Linked DNA regions of Anser cygnoides: region 1 is linked to region 2. Evidence: chromatin contacts called from public Hi-C data. All regions are on one chromosome and are shown on one strand. The core of a region is the stretch at or near the end of the contact, and the rest is flanking DNA. Distances in the headings are between cores, read along the strand shown.

Region 1 (7,192 bases), core at 1,505-4,004, 35 kb after region 2:
GAGGGTCTCCAAGTATTGCACAGAACCGAAAAGAAAGCATACCTGCGATCTCTTCCGGGAGTGGCTCAGAAGGAACTTCTGGAAGCTCCAGCTGTTCCTGCAAGACATTAAAGACAACACATGACACACACCCCACGCGCCAGGCGGCGGTCCCAGACCCTTGCACCCCAGTTTTGTGCCAAGACTGTTTGGGAACAGAACAGTAATAAAAGAGACTTCACAGACAAACAGACATCTGCCCCCAGAACTGCGGGAAGGGCTATGGGTTTCAGCACTGCCCAGTAAGTGAAGCCAAACCAAGCCAGTGTTTGGAGCCAGGGGCAGCACAGAGATGGGTGGGAGTGATAACGTACGCTGCTTTCTGTTTATCTGAGCATGACCCAGGACTTTCATTCAAGATCTTCAACTACTGAAGTGGAATAGCTCTCCAGTAAGAGCAGAGATCAGCTGACTGTAACAGTTCGCAAATAAAAGTACAACCCTTAAAATCATCCCATTTTAAATGACCCCTGTGTATGGAGCAATTAGCTTAATCTTTGCTGACACAGGAATTAGGCACAAACAGGTATAACTATAACAGGTAGCAGAAGAAAAGCTGTCACGAGTGGTAAAAAGACACTTTCCCCTACTGCAAACAGCTTCCTGGAAACACACGCTGCAAATAATTATAAGAACATCAGATTAATCCTACCTGAGTAATAGTGTTTAATTCTTCTAGAATGGCATCTTCATCCTCCTCAGTCAGGCTGCCAGCCAATAGCTCATCTATTTGCTATAAAAGTGAGGAAGAGACATACTGTAGTCAACAACAATGCACAGAAGCAACTCTGTGGCTTACGGCAGGATACGTGGATGTGGGAAATCAACATAAACACAGGCTGAAGGGGTACTCAGAAAACTAACAAACTTAATTTTTCTGCAGGCGACTAAGATTCAATTCCCAGCCTGATTGCCTGTTAAATAAGGCTGGGAACATACTGCACGCCAGAGGAATTCGGCGTGGCAGGCTGCCTCTGCTCACAACTGTTCATGCGCACAGTACGTACCCTCTGGTACTCCACAGCATCTTGGGTTTCACCTATTATTCTTTCCACTTCTTCTATTGACATAACCTGAAGAGACAAAATTCGTGCGTGAGGCCTGCAGGGAGACAGCTGCAAACACCCAGGATCCCACCTAGTCCGAGGCAAGAGGACGCTCAGCTGAGCCGCTCACAGATACCTGGTGCATCTTGTTCAGACATTCATTGCCTATTTTCAGGCCCTCGATGACCTTCATTTCGATCTGGGTGAACTCAATATCCTGGACCTGAAACAGGAAGGCGAGGGGGAAGCATCACTGGCTGTCACAGCCCGGGTACAAACTGCCAAGATTCCCAGAGAAAATGCAAGGTGAAGACAGCCCAGAGTCCCAACAGAAGCCTGAATTACACCAGCAGCACGAAACACGCACAGAAAAACTTTTAACGCAGGCAGGCGCAAAAGTATATCCAGCAGGCCTTTTTCTGGCTCTCCAGCTGACCATCTATGCTGAGGCAGTAATTTCACCGACCACACCAGAACAAACACATCCGTTCCTAAAACCAAGGCACCAAGACAAACCAGAGGAAGTTTCTCCTACAGCTGCCCGCACTGCAACTGAAGTTTTACTAACTCACCGAACAGGTATTTAACACGGAGCCTGCAATACGGACTCAGACCAAGCTCACGTTGACTCTTTAGAGAAGAGCCGTGGCACGAGGCCGATCTCAGAGAGCTGCGCGTTGGGCAGAGGACTCTGCCCCCAGCAGGACGTGGCAGCTCCAAGGCAGTCACCCCCGGCCCAGGACGGCGCTCCCCCCGCACGCAGCGGGCTGCCCGCAGGGACAGGCCCAGCTCGCGCTTACCATCCGCTCCAAGTTGCTGATCTGGTTATCCGTTCTGTCCAGGAGCTGCTCTTGGTAGCGCTTCTTCTTTAGCAAGAGCAGGGCTTTTCTGGGGGAAAAGAAGAGCAGGACAACTCAGCACAGAAGAGAGCAGATGAGCCTAAAGAGGTCGCTTTAGGCGACGGTACTTGTTTAAACAGTTCTCGTTTCGCGTTTTTTTCCGAAAGAGGAGAAACAAAATTGTAAATTAAATGCGAACTCTGAGCTGGTCCTGTGAACAATAAGGGTGAGCCAATTAATCAAGCATAAACTGGCTACCTAGCACCTGGAAATGCAGGTGTACTTGGTGGGGACAGGGGGTTTATCGTGCTAGGGGGTTTGTCGTGCAGCCACCCAGACCCGAGCCCGGCCACAAGGGGCAGGGGACGGATGGAAAAGAAGCCTCAGGGGACCCCCCCCCGCCAGCAGGGCCCGGGGCCCGCGGGGGCTCGGCGCCGCCCCACTCACTCCTTCTTGCCCTCCTTCAGCAGCTGCCGGGCCAGCGCTCGCTCCCGCTCCAGGTTGAGGCTGATCCGCTTCTGGTACTGCCTCAGCTTGTCGCGCTGCTGCTTCAGCTGCTGCAGGGACACAGCGGGGCCGCCGTCACGGCCGGGCCCGGGGCAACCGGGGCAGCCGGGGCAGCCGCCGCCGCCTCACCGGGCCCCACCGGGCCCCACCGGCCCTCACCGCCCCCCAGCCCCCGTTACCAGCACGGCCTTGTCCTGCTCCGTGACGCGGCTGCGCCGCTTCCTCCCGAACAGGTTCCCCATGGCCCCGCCGCCGTTCGGCCCCGGCCCGGCCCCGGGCGGCCCGGCCCGGCCTCCCCCCGGCCTCCGCCCCCCGACGGCGGCCGCGCAGGGCCCGGCCCCGCGGAAGGCGAGAGCGGGGCGAGGAGGCCGCGGGGGGGCGGTAGCGGGGCGCGGAGGGGGCCGGGAGAGGGGATTTGGGGTGTGGAAGGGGCTGGGGGTGTGGGGGGGGCTGTAGGGGCTGGGGGGGGTGTGGGGCGGGGGGATGGGAGTTATAGGGCAGCGGGGTACGGGGCTTGTAGGAAATAGGGGGTGTTGGGGAGGGGGGTAGGGGGTGGCGGGGTATAGGGGACGGAGAGTGGAAGGGGGGGGTTATAAAAGAGGAAGGGGGTTGTAGAGGTGGGGTACGGGGGTTGGTGGCCGTAGGGGGTGGGGGTGTAGGGGTTAGTGGCTATAAGGGTGGAGGTATAGGGTTAGTGGCTATAGGGGATGGGGGGTTACAGGAGAAGGGTTACCCCCTGTATGGGGGGTTTATGGGACAAAGCATTCAGGGGATGGTGGGGGTAGAGGGGAGGGGAAGGGATGGGGGAGGCTGTAGGGGTTGGGGCAGCACTGGGGGGTCTGTAGGGAAAGGGGGCTATGGAGGATGGGGTGTATAGGGGATGGTGGCTGTAGGGGGTGTGGGAGCGGTGGGGAAGGGGGTTATGTGGGATGGGGACTAAAGGGATGGGGGACTGTAGGGAATGGGGGTATAGGGCAGAGGATGGGGCAGTAAAGGCATTGGGGGCGTGACAGGAGATGTGCTGGGGCAGGGGCAGCTGTGGGGTCCCTGTGGGGAGAGTGGGGGGGTCCCGGGGTGGGGACAAAGGGGGCCCCATCCCTGTTCTCCCCCGCAGGGAGGTGCTGCCGTGTCCCCACACTCCTGTGTCCCCACACCTGGGATGTGTCTGCACGGGAAGGGCTCTGGCCCTGGGTGCTGGGTGCGGGCAGGACACGGGGCTGGTTTTCCTTCGTGCTTCACTTCCAGCAGCCGGGCAGGAAAAGTGCTGGTGGTCCCGCAGGCGGCGGCCGTGGCCGTCTCCGTCCCAGAGCAGGCAGCGCCCTCCCCACGTGCCGGAGCCTCGCAGATCCACCGGTGCGTCCCTGAGGCACCACGTCCGATCCCAGGGCCCCTGCATGTCGGAGCCCCCGGGGCGTGCACACCTCGGGGCCTGGTGCTGTGCAGCCCCCTCGTGTCGCGCTGCCTCTGCCGCGCCAGCCGCAGCGGGTTTTGGTCGCGTGGCGCCTGCGATATGGCGCTCCCCGAAGTGATCTGAGCTCACTGAGACCACTGGGATTTGTGAGACAACACACCAGAAAACGCCCCTTTTTCACCGCCGCATTTTTCTCCCCAAATCATCCGTCGGCTTGCTCTGCACCACCCGTCGTTCCCAAATACATTTTCACCTCTGGAGGCCATTAGGATCTGGTTCTCACTTCCATGCTGCTGCAAACCCAGAGCAGCAGCCAGAGGCAACAACGTGAGCATCCCTCAAACGCAAGGAGCAAAGCCCCCCCGAAGCCTCCTAACGCTGCCCCCCTGCTCCCCCATCAGCACCAGCCCCAGCTGCAGGGAGAGGGATTTACACCGGCAAATCCCCGGCGGCTCATAAGCAGTGACCTGGGCTTGTGCAAATCTCTTTTGCCCAGGATCTCGACGTGTAAGCGGCCTCTTTGTGTGCAAACAGCCCCAAATCACACAGTGTGCCACCTAAAAACAGAACGTGGCTGCTGGACGCAGCTCTCCCTCCCTGCCTCTTAGCCTGCAGCACTGCCCCCTCCCCACCTCCGGCCCAGAAAGTGATCCTCAGACCGTGAAGTATTTCTGCATTTATTTTTTATTAACCATTTATTTGTTTGTAATTGTTTTACTCTCACATTACAATTGTGTTCTGTTTTTTTTTAATATTTTTTTGTTTTTGTAAAATAAATAGAGATAAGTGAACTTTTAGGTAGGATGCTCTCCAGATCCTTGGTTAAACTTCATGATTGAATCTCTGCATCAGACCTGTGAAAATTCAGCCCACACACACGCGCTTAGATGAAAGCTAAACAGGCCCAGTTAGTTAAAAACCCATCTCCTGGCTGCGCAGGCTGGCGGGGCACCCGGGAACGCTGGTGAGGAGCAGCAGCTTCCCACTGTGCACCTCCCCATCTTGCCAGGTATTTCTTGTTCCTTTGACAAATACACTGATACAAGTTAAAAATCTATCGTTTGTTTTTTAAGCTGTGTATGTTAATCGGTTACGTGTAGATCCCAAACTGCCCCCACGCCTGCCAGAAGCCCACTGCTGGCCCCGGCGGTGCGGGGCGCGCAGGGTGGTCAGAGGCTGGGGGCGCGTACCGCTGGGACAGGCTGGAGCAGCACAGGAGCAGCTCAGTGGGTCAGGAAGAGGCACAGCTCTGTTAGACCATAATTAACTTTTGGTAACTCAAAAGTGGACTTCTAGGTAGTATTTCCTTAAGTTTAAAGCCTTTGATCCATCATCCTGGTGGCCCTCTGCCTCCCTGCTACGGGGGAACAGCAGCGGTGCTCAAGGGTAAGGACGCAGTGCCCGGCTTTTGGCTTCTCTCCGCCTCCACCGTTCATGGAACCTCACCAAATGAATATCCAGATGTGCATACAGCATTTCATATTCAGCTTCCCTGCAGCAATGCTGGAATAGCAACTGGGCCAATTCCTCTAACCCTGCATGGCCCAGCTGCCTCAACGCGCAGGGAACTGGATTATCTGGTACACAAGGAGCGGCGGCGGGTCAGATCCACTCTGCAGGTGCCGTGGCAAAGGTAAAGCCGCCATCCGCACAGTACGAGAACATTTCTCAGCCCTTCCCTCATTGGTATGTCCACCACCGTCAGCCTCGTTGCTGGCACAGTTTGCTGGGAGCCTGCAGACCCAGTATATTGGCCAGAAGAAAAACCGGGGACTTTTGGATTTAGGAAGCCTACCTTTGTCAATGCAGTGATTTTTGCACAAGCGCAAGTTCTGTTCTTGGGCAGCTTAAATTGCACCACAGCAGCACTTGAAAGAAACCTGCCCTTTGGCTTTGCCTACCTCTTCCCCACAGTGACCTCCAGACACATCATGGACTTCAAGGGACAGAAACATTCATTATACAGACTCGGAAGGTGCAGATAATGGAGCTGCCTTTCCCCTGGGTAGCTGGGATAAAGGTGTTTTGCTCTAAGCAGGACGACCTGCTGTCTTCCCTCTCTTTAGTGATTCTCTTGTGCTCAGATCACGTGTGGCTGGTTACACACCCAGTCCTTGCAGGGACACACGGACAAGCCACAGCCACGTACACAGTGTGTGTAGCTGCAGACACACAGCCACGAAGTGCACAAATACTCATGTCCATCACCTTGCTGAATATTAGCACGTTGGAGCGAGATGAAAGCCTGTGGCTTGAACCCGCAGCCTCCCCTGCCGGCTGGGCAGTTTCCAGGTTATCAAACGCGTTTGCGGAGTTCACTGTGGGCAGGACAGCGACTGCAGAAGTAACAGTGACAGAGACACCCCCGCCTGCACCAGCACCACGTGCTTGGGTGGAAAGTGGTTACTTCAGCGACGTGCTGGGATGACAGAGATGCTCACGCTCTTTCTTCCCTCTTTCCTCTGTGTGCACCCTTACGGTACGGTGGCATCCTGCTCTGCTCCCGTCACCTCCTCAAGCCACTTCCCTCAGGATCCCTGCCTTCCCTTGCCACCAAGCCGTCCTCTGTCTCTACTTCCACTGGAGGGGAAACTGCAGAGAGGATAAGGTTCACGCGGAGGAGACACGTCCCTGCCTCCCCTGCCCATGCTCAGGCAGCGCAGGAGCAGGCGCACGGTTCTGCAGGCGGGCAGCTTGAGTCTCGCTGCCCTGCCAGAGGAGTTGCTGTTTGGCACGGGGTAGGCAGCAGCTGGAGGGGTCCCGTGGTCAGCTCGGACGCACAGAGCTGTAGGCGAGTCCTGACTTCAGACCTCAAAGCAACCTACGCTCCAGCAAAACATGGAAACAAAGACTAAAACAAAAAGCCCTTTTCAAGGGTACTGCCTCATCCAGTCCAGAGCTCAGGAGCCGTGTTCCTAACAGAGAAGCCAACCACTGGAAACAAAAATAAAATGTTCCTTTTCTGTAGCTTTTAGAGGATACAGCTGAAAAAAAAATAGGAGATTGTCTCTCTTCCCCTTGTCAAAATCATCAGTAGCTAAGTCAGGAAAAAAAAAGTTCAAGTTACGGGTTGCAGCAGCAGCCAACACTAAACATTCAAGTCGATAATTTCACTATGTACATTATAGGTGAGACACGGCCCTGCCCGCTGGGACTCCCTTCTCCGGTGACGCTGCCACGAGCCGTTATCTGATCCGCTTCTCCACTGAGTACACCGAGATGTAGTAGTCATTGCTTCCGACTGCCAGATGAGGCTGTGGAAAGAGCAAATCAGGGATAAACATACAGGTGTTACGCAGCGATGAGAGGCACATCGCAGGGAAAATGGTAACGGGTGACATTTTCAGCAG
Region 2 (7,265 bases), core at 1,640-4,139:
CCAGCCTTCGCTGCAGCACGCAGGACACCTAAGTCACTCTGCAGCAACACCTTCTGAAGATGCTCAAATTAACCATGCCTCACACAAGCGGCTTCAGTACAGTCACAGGAGCTGGGAGGCTGCAAATTAGCAGGAGCTCGATTCAGAGCACTCCAGCTCAGCACAGGAGCTGCACTCAGCGCCTGGATGAGTGTTGAAATGTTTTTTTTTCCTCCTTCAGCGATTATCCTGATTCATGCTACCAGGCGAGTGACTGATTTCCCAAATTTCAGTACAATTAACAATGTCACTTCCCCAGCTCTCTGCTGATTGCTTAAATGCCACCCTGTGCACAGCCCCAGCTGGTGAAGTGCCATCGGCATTTAGATCACCTTTGGCAGAGGTGGATCACTTTGGTCGTGTTATCAGCCCATTGCACCTGAAATATCAAGTTCTGATCCTAACACACCACCTTCTCACACCTTGCTTACAGACAGGAGCACGAGATCTCTGGCTTCAGAGTTCGCCTTTCCCTTTTGCCCCACGAGGTACGAGTCGGGCTGCGGTCACTGAACGCCCCTAACCCCCGGCAGCAGCAGGAGCACTGAGCCAGGCAGGTTCGCAGACAGATGCATTAATCTCTCATTAAAATATGCTCTGTTTGGACACGCTCCAGGTGCGACTCAGACCACAGGTCAGACTTCAGGAGACCTGAAGTCATCCCACACGTGCCTCGGCGACCCTGCACCGCAGCCCCCCCACCACGACCCAGGCACGGGCTGCGCATGGGATGCTCCACAACGAGACCTCGGTCCTGACCCGCTCCCTGCCAGGAGCCGCAGCGGGGGCCCCCAGGGACCCGGCGCAGCCCAGCCCGAGCTCCCGCAGCAGGCGGCGCAGGGCGCACGCAGCCCACACCGCAGTCACGCTGCCGTGATTCACTCGCCAGCCTCCTCCAGCACGCGCTCGCCACCCGGGCGGGCTGGGGGAAGGGACTCCCGTCAGAAGGCACGGAAAATATTTAAGCAAAACACCATCCAGAGGAAGATGGATCTGGCACAACAAACTAATGATCTTTTTGGGTTCATTCATTAAGCGGGGCGGGCAGGGGGGGGAGAATAAAAGAGCCAGCCGTGGCAGACTCGGTGGGGTTAGTCACCAGCGCACCGCCCTGCACAGCACCTGCTGGGGGCTGCCTCCCCCCCCGGCCCTGCTGCTCTAACACCTCCTGCGTTATCCATCACAGGCACCAACACCTCCCTGCCTGCTCCTCCTGTCGTTATCCAAACGCTGGCACGCGGCACGGAGCAGCCCCAGGCTGCAGGGGGGCGACAGGCACGGGGGCACGGGCTCCTACCTGCAGCTCCTTGTCCGAGTACTTCTGGGGGTTTTTGCTTCCTTGGCTTTTCTTGCGGAGTTTTTTCAGCTCTGCCTGGCACTTGTCGAGCGAGTCGCCCTTGCTCCTTTGCTCTGTCTGGTATTTCTTCAGCGCAGCCTGGGTGCGAGACGAGAAGGCTCTGAGCTGCTGGAGTGCTGCTGCCCGGCCCCAGCGTGCAGCCAGGGGCAGGCACACAGCCACTGGCCTCCAGGAGGCAAGGAGAGAACAAGCAGGGCTGTGACAGCCTAACACCGGGGGAAAAAACCACCGGTCTGTGTGGGTGACACGTCTGGTGGCCTGGGGACCCCTCCGTGCATGGCACGGCCGTGCCCTGTGCAGGGCAGAGAGGAGTAGGAGCAAACCATCGGGGTCACTTACGCTCAGGTAGCGCGAGTCCAGCTCCACCTTCTGCTCCAGCTGCGTCAGGAGCTCGTTGTGGAAGGACTTGAGCTGCAGAGAAAGAACAGAGGGGCTGTTTGTGTGGGCTGCCGAGCCCAGCAGCAGCCGAATGCTCCCCAAAATCCCCGCAGTGGGAACCGAGGGGGCCCAGGGAGGTGCACAAAGAGCGGTGACGGCCACTGCGTTGTGCAGCAGGAGGGGTCTGGGGCTGGAGGGGATGCTGCTGGCACTGAGGGATGGACAGAGGGACCCGGCAGGACACTGCGCAGCCACAACGCCAGCAGCTTGGCTTTGATACGAGCGAACTCTGTGCCCGAGCAGATCCACGTGGGGCTGGCTGAGATCAGATCTGGGGGCTCGGAGGAGCTGGGGGGGGGTTGCTCAGCCCAGGCTGAGGAGCAGCCCCCGTGCTGCAGCACCAACGCGTGCTCACCATCTCCTCCAGCTGGTTCTGGATCTGCCGGTGGACTTCTGCCATCTGGAAGAGCACGTCTCCTGGAAAGACAAGACATGGGAAGGGGGCTTGAGGTGCTGAGCAGGGGGGGACACCCCTGGTCTGGGGGCACCCCACTGGTGGGAAGGGGTCTGCAGCCAGACTGTGGGGCTCCAGGAGCGCACGGGATACCCCTGGTGCCCACCTTCCAGACAAAGGTGATCAGACATTTCAGACACTTGGACAAACGTTTGCCTCCTGTAGCACTGGGGAAAAGGAAGGAGGACGTGCAGCAGCCTGGCCCTAACACGCCATCACACCCCAGCCACGGCTCTGGCAGCCCCTGGCCCTGAGATGGGAGGACACGAAACTCCCCATCCCCACCGGGGTCACCATCCAGTGCTGTTATGAGCCCAGCTCACCATAGCCCGCTGCAGGCAGACCTACACCCTGGGGCATTTGCCTCGATGCCCCTGGACCCGTTCAGCCCCAGTGGCTGGGCTACAGCGCGCAGGGCTGTGAGCCCAGCACCGGTCCCTGCCCTGCCACCACCGTCCCCAGGCTGGGAACGGAGCAGCCGGGGCTGCAGGAGGAAGGGCTGTCCTGGCAGAGGGACCCCAGCTCTGCTTTCACTCTTCCTTTAATTTTTCTTTTCAAATGCAAGACCATCAAGCTGTGCTCCCGCGATTCTTTTCCTGGACAGGAAGGGCCACATCCTGCCTCAGCAAAACCCTGCGGCGGCTGGAGCCAGACGGCGGCCCCACAGAGCGTCTTTAGGAGAGGAGCCAAGGCTACTGCTCAGCTAAAAGCAGCGGCTCCTTCTCGGCTTTTAGGGAGAGCCAAGTGCCGTCAGCTGTCTGTAAAAGCCAACCTTGGAAGCCCAAACCCCCAGCACAGCGGCTGGGGCTTCGCAGGCAGCTTCCAGGGAGCGATTTGAGAGTTTAAAGCCGCGATCTGCCAGAGCTGTGCCTGCCTCAGACCCATGGTGCTGCCACCCAGAAGCGGCTGGGGGTGAGGAGCACCCAGAGCTCTCGCACTGGCAGCATGAGACTCTGGGGCACAAAAACGGCTGGCGCGTACTGGGCCAGCCCCAGCCTGCCACCGGGTCACCCTGTCCCCAGCAGCGAGCCCCACGTGCTCGGGCACGCAGGCTGCGCTCCAGCAGTGTCAACAGTGCTGGGTAACTGGGGACAGCCTGGTCCAGCGTTCCTTTGCTCCTGGGGCCAAAGCAATTTGTACTTTGCACCCGCACAGCGTGTCTCAAAACTCTCTGCAAACATTAAAATCCGAGCCCATTGAGTCCTGGGCGGGCGCCAGCCCCTCTGCTGCGGGCTCCGTGCTTTGAAAGGTGGAAAATTTGTCTCCGAGGGCTGAAGGTGCTCAGCCAGGCAGGGGGCAGGAAGCGGAGCAGCCGTCCCCTGCTCGGCCCCGCGGGGAGCAGCGATGCACAGAGCAAGGTGACCAGCCCGCTCCGCTCCCACGCCGGGGAGCCGGGCACCGAGATCCGCGCAGCAGCGGGCAGGCAGTTAGCTTTTACGGCCTCTTTGCAAGGTGCTGAACAAAGCAAAGCAGCCCACAGCGCTGAGGCGGAGCTGGCAGCGGCTCTGGCAATTACGCACATCTGGGATGAATAGCTCCACGCATGAATGGGAAGGCCTGGGCAAAAGGTCACCACTACGAGACCTCCAGGAAATTGCTCTCCGGTTGGGCTGTGGCCGCTCAATCATGGGAAGTGCACAAATTCCCACTACAAGGAGGGCAAGAAGAATGACGTAATGGTGGAGCTGGGTCGAGGTTCCTTTTCCAAGAGGATATCGGTGCATCGGTGGCCTTATTTCCAAAGCTCGAGCCATCCCCTCTCCTTTTCCCTTCCCATCTGACCAAAGCAGAGCCCCAGCTGACCAAGTTGGGCAGCAGAAAGGGCCAGGTGAGGGCTGGCAGAGAGCTCTGGCCATCAGTGCTGTGCAAGGAACGCTCCCAGAGCGGGGCCCGGGGTGCTCAGAAATCACGCACGTGCCACCAGACCCAGCAGCGAGGTGCAGCAGCACCAGCACTCCGCGGCTCTGCCCCCTGCGCTCCCCGCCTGGGGTAAAGCAGCCTGCTCCCGGCAGCAGGGGAGGTGGCTGGGACGCCTCCCAGGACACAGATAACCATCTCTGCTGATACTTTCTCCTCCACCACCCCCTTTGGCTGTTATCGCAGTGAGAGTACGGGGAGTTTCAGCCCAGGCTGAAACCCACCCCACATCAAACCGGGCAGGGGCAGAGCTGTTCCCAGCCACGGCGGCACGGCATGCCCCACTTCGAGCTGCCCCGGGTCCACCCCAGCGTGCTCCCAAGCACTGGGGTCAGCGCTGCTGTTTTCCCAGCTCAGGCATCAGGAAGCCTTGAGGGCTGCGGGTAGGCTGGGAAGGAGCACCCATGTGTGCTCCATGAGTGTGACACCGAGGGCACCCAGCGCCCCGCCGGCACGTCCCCACGGGGAGCAGGCAGCAGCACGGACCCAGCCCCCAGCCCTGCTCCCATCCCAATTTGCTGGCGGTGCAGCGGGACCAGCCCGGTGCCTGCAGCAGCTCCAGGCGAGCTCCGTGCTGCGCCCAGGCTCCGTTGCAGGAAGGCTGCTGGACGCCTGCCCGGCGTCGAGTCACAAGGGCTTCCTCTGAGGTTCCTCCCCAGGAGGAGACAGGGCAGCCAGTCCCGAAGAAACCAGCCCCAGGTTTCCCATGGCAGCCTCCGTAGCCGGGAGCCCACGCAGGGCAGCGGGATTTCAGCCACCTTTGGTGCTGTGCGAAGGCACACCCAGCACCTCTGCCACCCTGCTGCCTTCGCACCACGAGCTGCCTCACCGCTGCAGGAAGGGTACGGACCTTGTGAGGCACGAACCGACGCTTCGCCCTGACACCACTTGGACTAACGCAGCTTGGCATCAGGGAAGAAGTTAAACTGTGACTAAGAGATACAGCCGCGGCTGGGAAGCCTGAATATTTCAAGCCCTGGCTCAGAATAGGATCTGCAGCACTGCACCAGTGGTACACGGTGCAAGGCGCTCGCGGCGGTGTCGGCAGCACGGGGCCACACCGGGAGCTCCCTCCCACGCCACGAGCTGCCAGCACCATGCACAAGGGCTGTTTGCAGCTTAAACACTGTAATTACAGCCGTGCAGCAGGCCACAGACAGGGAAATGGCGTGGGTCACACTGCGAATCACACAGAGCGCGAGCACCGGGCTAGCTCTGTGCCAAAACACACATCCTACGAGTCAAGAAACCCAAAGTAAGTGCTTCACCCAAGGTCACAGGCAAAGTCCCAACGGGACTGCAGGAGGGCAGCGCGAGGGCTTCGCCCGTGCCAGGCTGGGCACAGCTCCCTGCAGGGACCGCCACGGCTGCAGAGCACGCACAGGGGCGAGAAGGCTGAGGAGGCAAAGGGAGCTGCTATTTACATCTGTCTGACTCACAGTATCATTCTCGCAGAACTATAGGGGCTATTGTGGGCCCTTCCCCACCACACCCAGCGAGGAACAGCAGAACAGGTTGTTCCACATCCCTCAGATTGCAATCGGGCACCGCAAGCCCTGCAGGAGCCAGCTGCCCGGCCAGAAGGCAGAGCAGTAGGAGCCGGCTGGCAGCGCCGTTTCTGAGCCCTGAGCCTAGGGAGCCTCTTCCTCTTCGAGCTCCATGCAGGCCGTTTTCAATAAAAGCACCAAACAATGCAGGAGCTGCCCAGGCAGCGCCCCAGCAGCACGCAGCAGGGATGCTCGGCAGAGCAAAGAGCGCTGAGCACCGCTCCTCACGCCTCGAGCGCAGAGGACGCGACCCCCTCAGCACCACTCCGCACCGGGATCTCTCGCTCCAGGGGCTCCCAAACAGAGCAAAAAGGGAGGAAAAGCCCAGAGCAAAGAGGAAAGCAAAACCAAGGAGCCCAGGGGCCCAGCCCCACCACTCTTCCTCCCCTGCTTTAAGGAGGCAGAGTGACAGCATTGGGATGGAAATAGCCAAGCAGGCAGAAAGGAGAATTAGTTTGTTAAATGGGAAAAGGGAAGGGAGTTAACAGGGCAAGCTGTCCGAGTGCTGCCTCCTGAACCATACAGCCAAAGGTGTGCCATGGACAAGGCTCCAACAGTTATTTAAGGGGAGGTGTCAGTCTGTGCCCATTCTGAAAGGAGCATCGTTTCAGGGTGCTGCTACGAACCTGGCAGAGCAAAACCCACCCCAGTTCCCTCCACGGTGCTGCCCAGTTTCACGCATCCCCGGGCGGGTTTCCCACCACCGAGCCTGGCTGGCTCCCTGGGCTCCCACAGTCAGAGCTCGGCACCCGAGCTGGCGTGCGGATGCTTCCCAACCTGTCCTCAAAAGGCACAGCCTGGCAACAGCTCCAGCGGCTCGCAGAGATCTGCTGAAAGTCTCATCCAGCCAGATTTACGGCAGGAGTGTGCTGCTGAAAGCTTCCACAATCTTATTTCTTCCCTGATATTAATGCGTCTTGATTCGAGCTCATGAGATGCTGCACAAGCCACAGACAAGCCCTTAAGCCACTGAGAAAAGCACTTCTCAGCTGAACCCCTGATTCAGACAAGAAGGCTCCAGAACCTGACTTTATCAGCTCTGACATTAAATTGCAAGGCAACGTGGAGGAAGATTTGTGCATGTACAGTGGGAAGGATACAAGTATGGGAAAACAATCAGCTTCTCCCCACTGATTCATCTATTTCCTCTTCAAAAAGGTTTCATTTATTTATCGCAGCCCAAAAGGATCACACAGGATTTGTTGATGTTATATTAGCAACTCATCAGCATTATAATGATCAGTTCTGTTTCCAGCCTGCGTTTCAACCCATCTTGGCAAAGCTTAAGACTTTTTTTTTTTTTTGAGATGAGGTAAAGAAAGAGGCAGAGGCTTCCCCAGACACCCTGACTCAAGAGAGGTGCAGGGCACATTTCCAGCAGGAGGCCCTCGCTGGCTGAGCCCTTGCTGCCTCTGGCCTGTGGTTAATTCATGGGCACAGGAGAGCACGGACCCCCACGAGCACCCAGCACCTCCAGGACCCAGGTCTGGGCAAGCAATGGAACCACCCAGTG

Evidence for each region. A called contact is a pair of places that touch in the nucleus more often than the background predicts.
Region 1: a contact with region 2 is called in a Hi-C map of liver, with 1.8 times the contacts expected there. The contact joins the promoter of CHMP6 here to the enhancer-like site in region 2. A contact is called at or near these places in 4 of 7 Hi-C or Micro-C datasets (granulosa cells and liver).

What each region holds. Positions count from the first base shown.
Region 1 is chr19:12,061,687-12,068,878 of Taihu_goose_T2T_genome, forward strand. It overlaps CHMP6 (charged multivesicular body protein 6), which reads right to left and starts at 2,755. Exons shown (of 8, transcript XM_048050368.2): 1 at 2,611-2,755; 2 at 2,372-2,481; 3 at 1,886-1,973; 4 at 1,222-1,308; 5 at 1,047-1,112; 6 at 692-772; 7 at 43-97. The coding sequence starts at 2,673. RPTOR (regulatory associated protein of MTOR complex 1) reads right to left here. Exons shown (of 34, transcript XM_013197940.3): 34 at 4,509-7,096. The coding sequence ends at 7,028.
Region 2 is chr19:12,026,387-12,033,651 of Taihu_goose_T2T_genome, forward strand. It overlaps BAIAP2 (BAR/IMD domain containing adaptor protein 2), which reads right to left. Exons shown (of 16, transcript XM_066979967.1): 4 at 2,190-2,251; 5 at 1,736-1,807; 6 at 1,337-1,474. Among named protein-coding and RNA genes, the nearest start is that of BAIAP2, 19 kb to the right of the region's middle. Within about 2 kb of position 2,890, at least 3 of the 3 cell types and tissues checked have open chromatin away from gene starts, as enhancers often do. A contact at or near this core is called in liver, where this site is marked.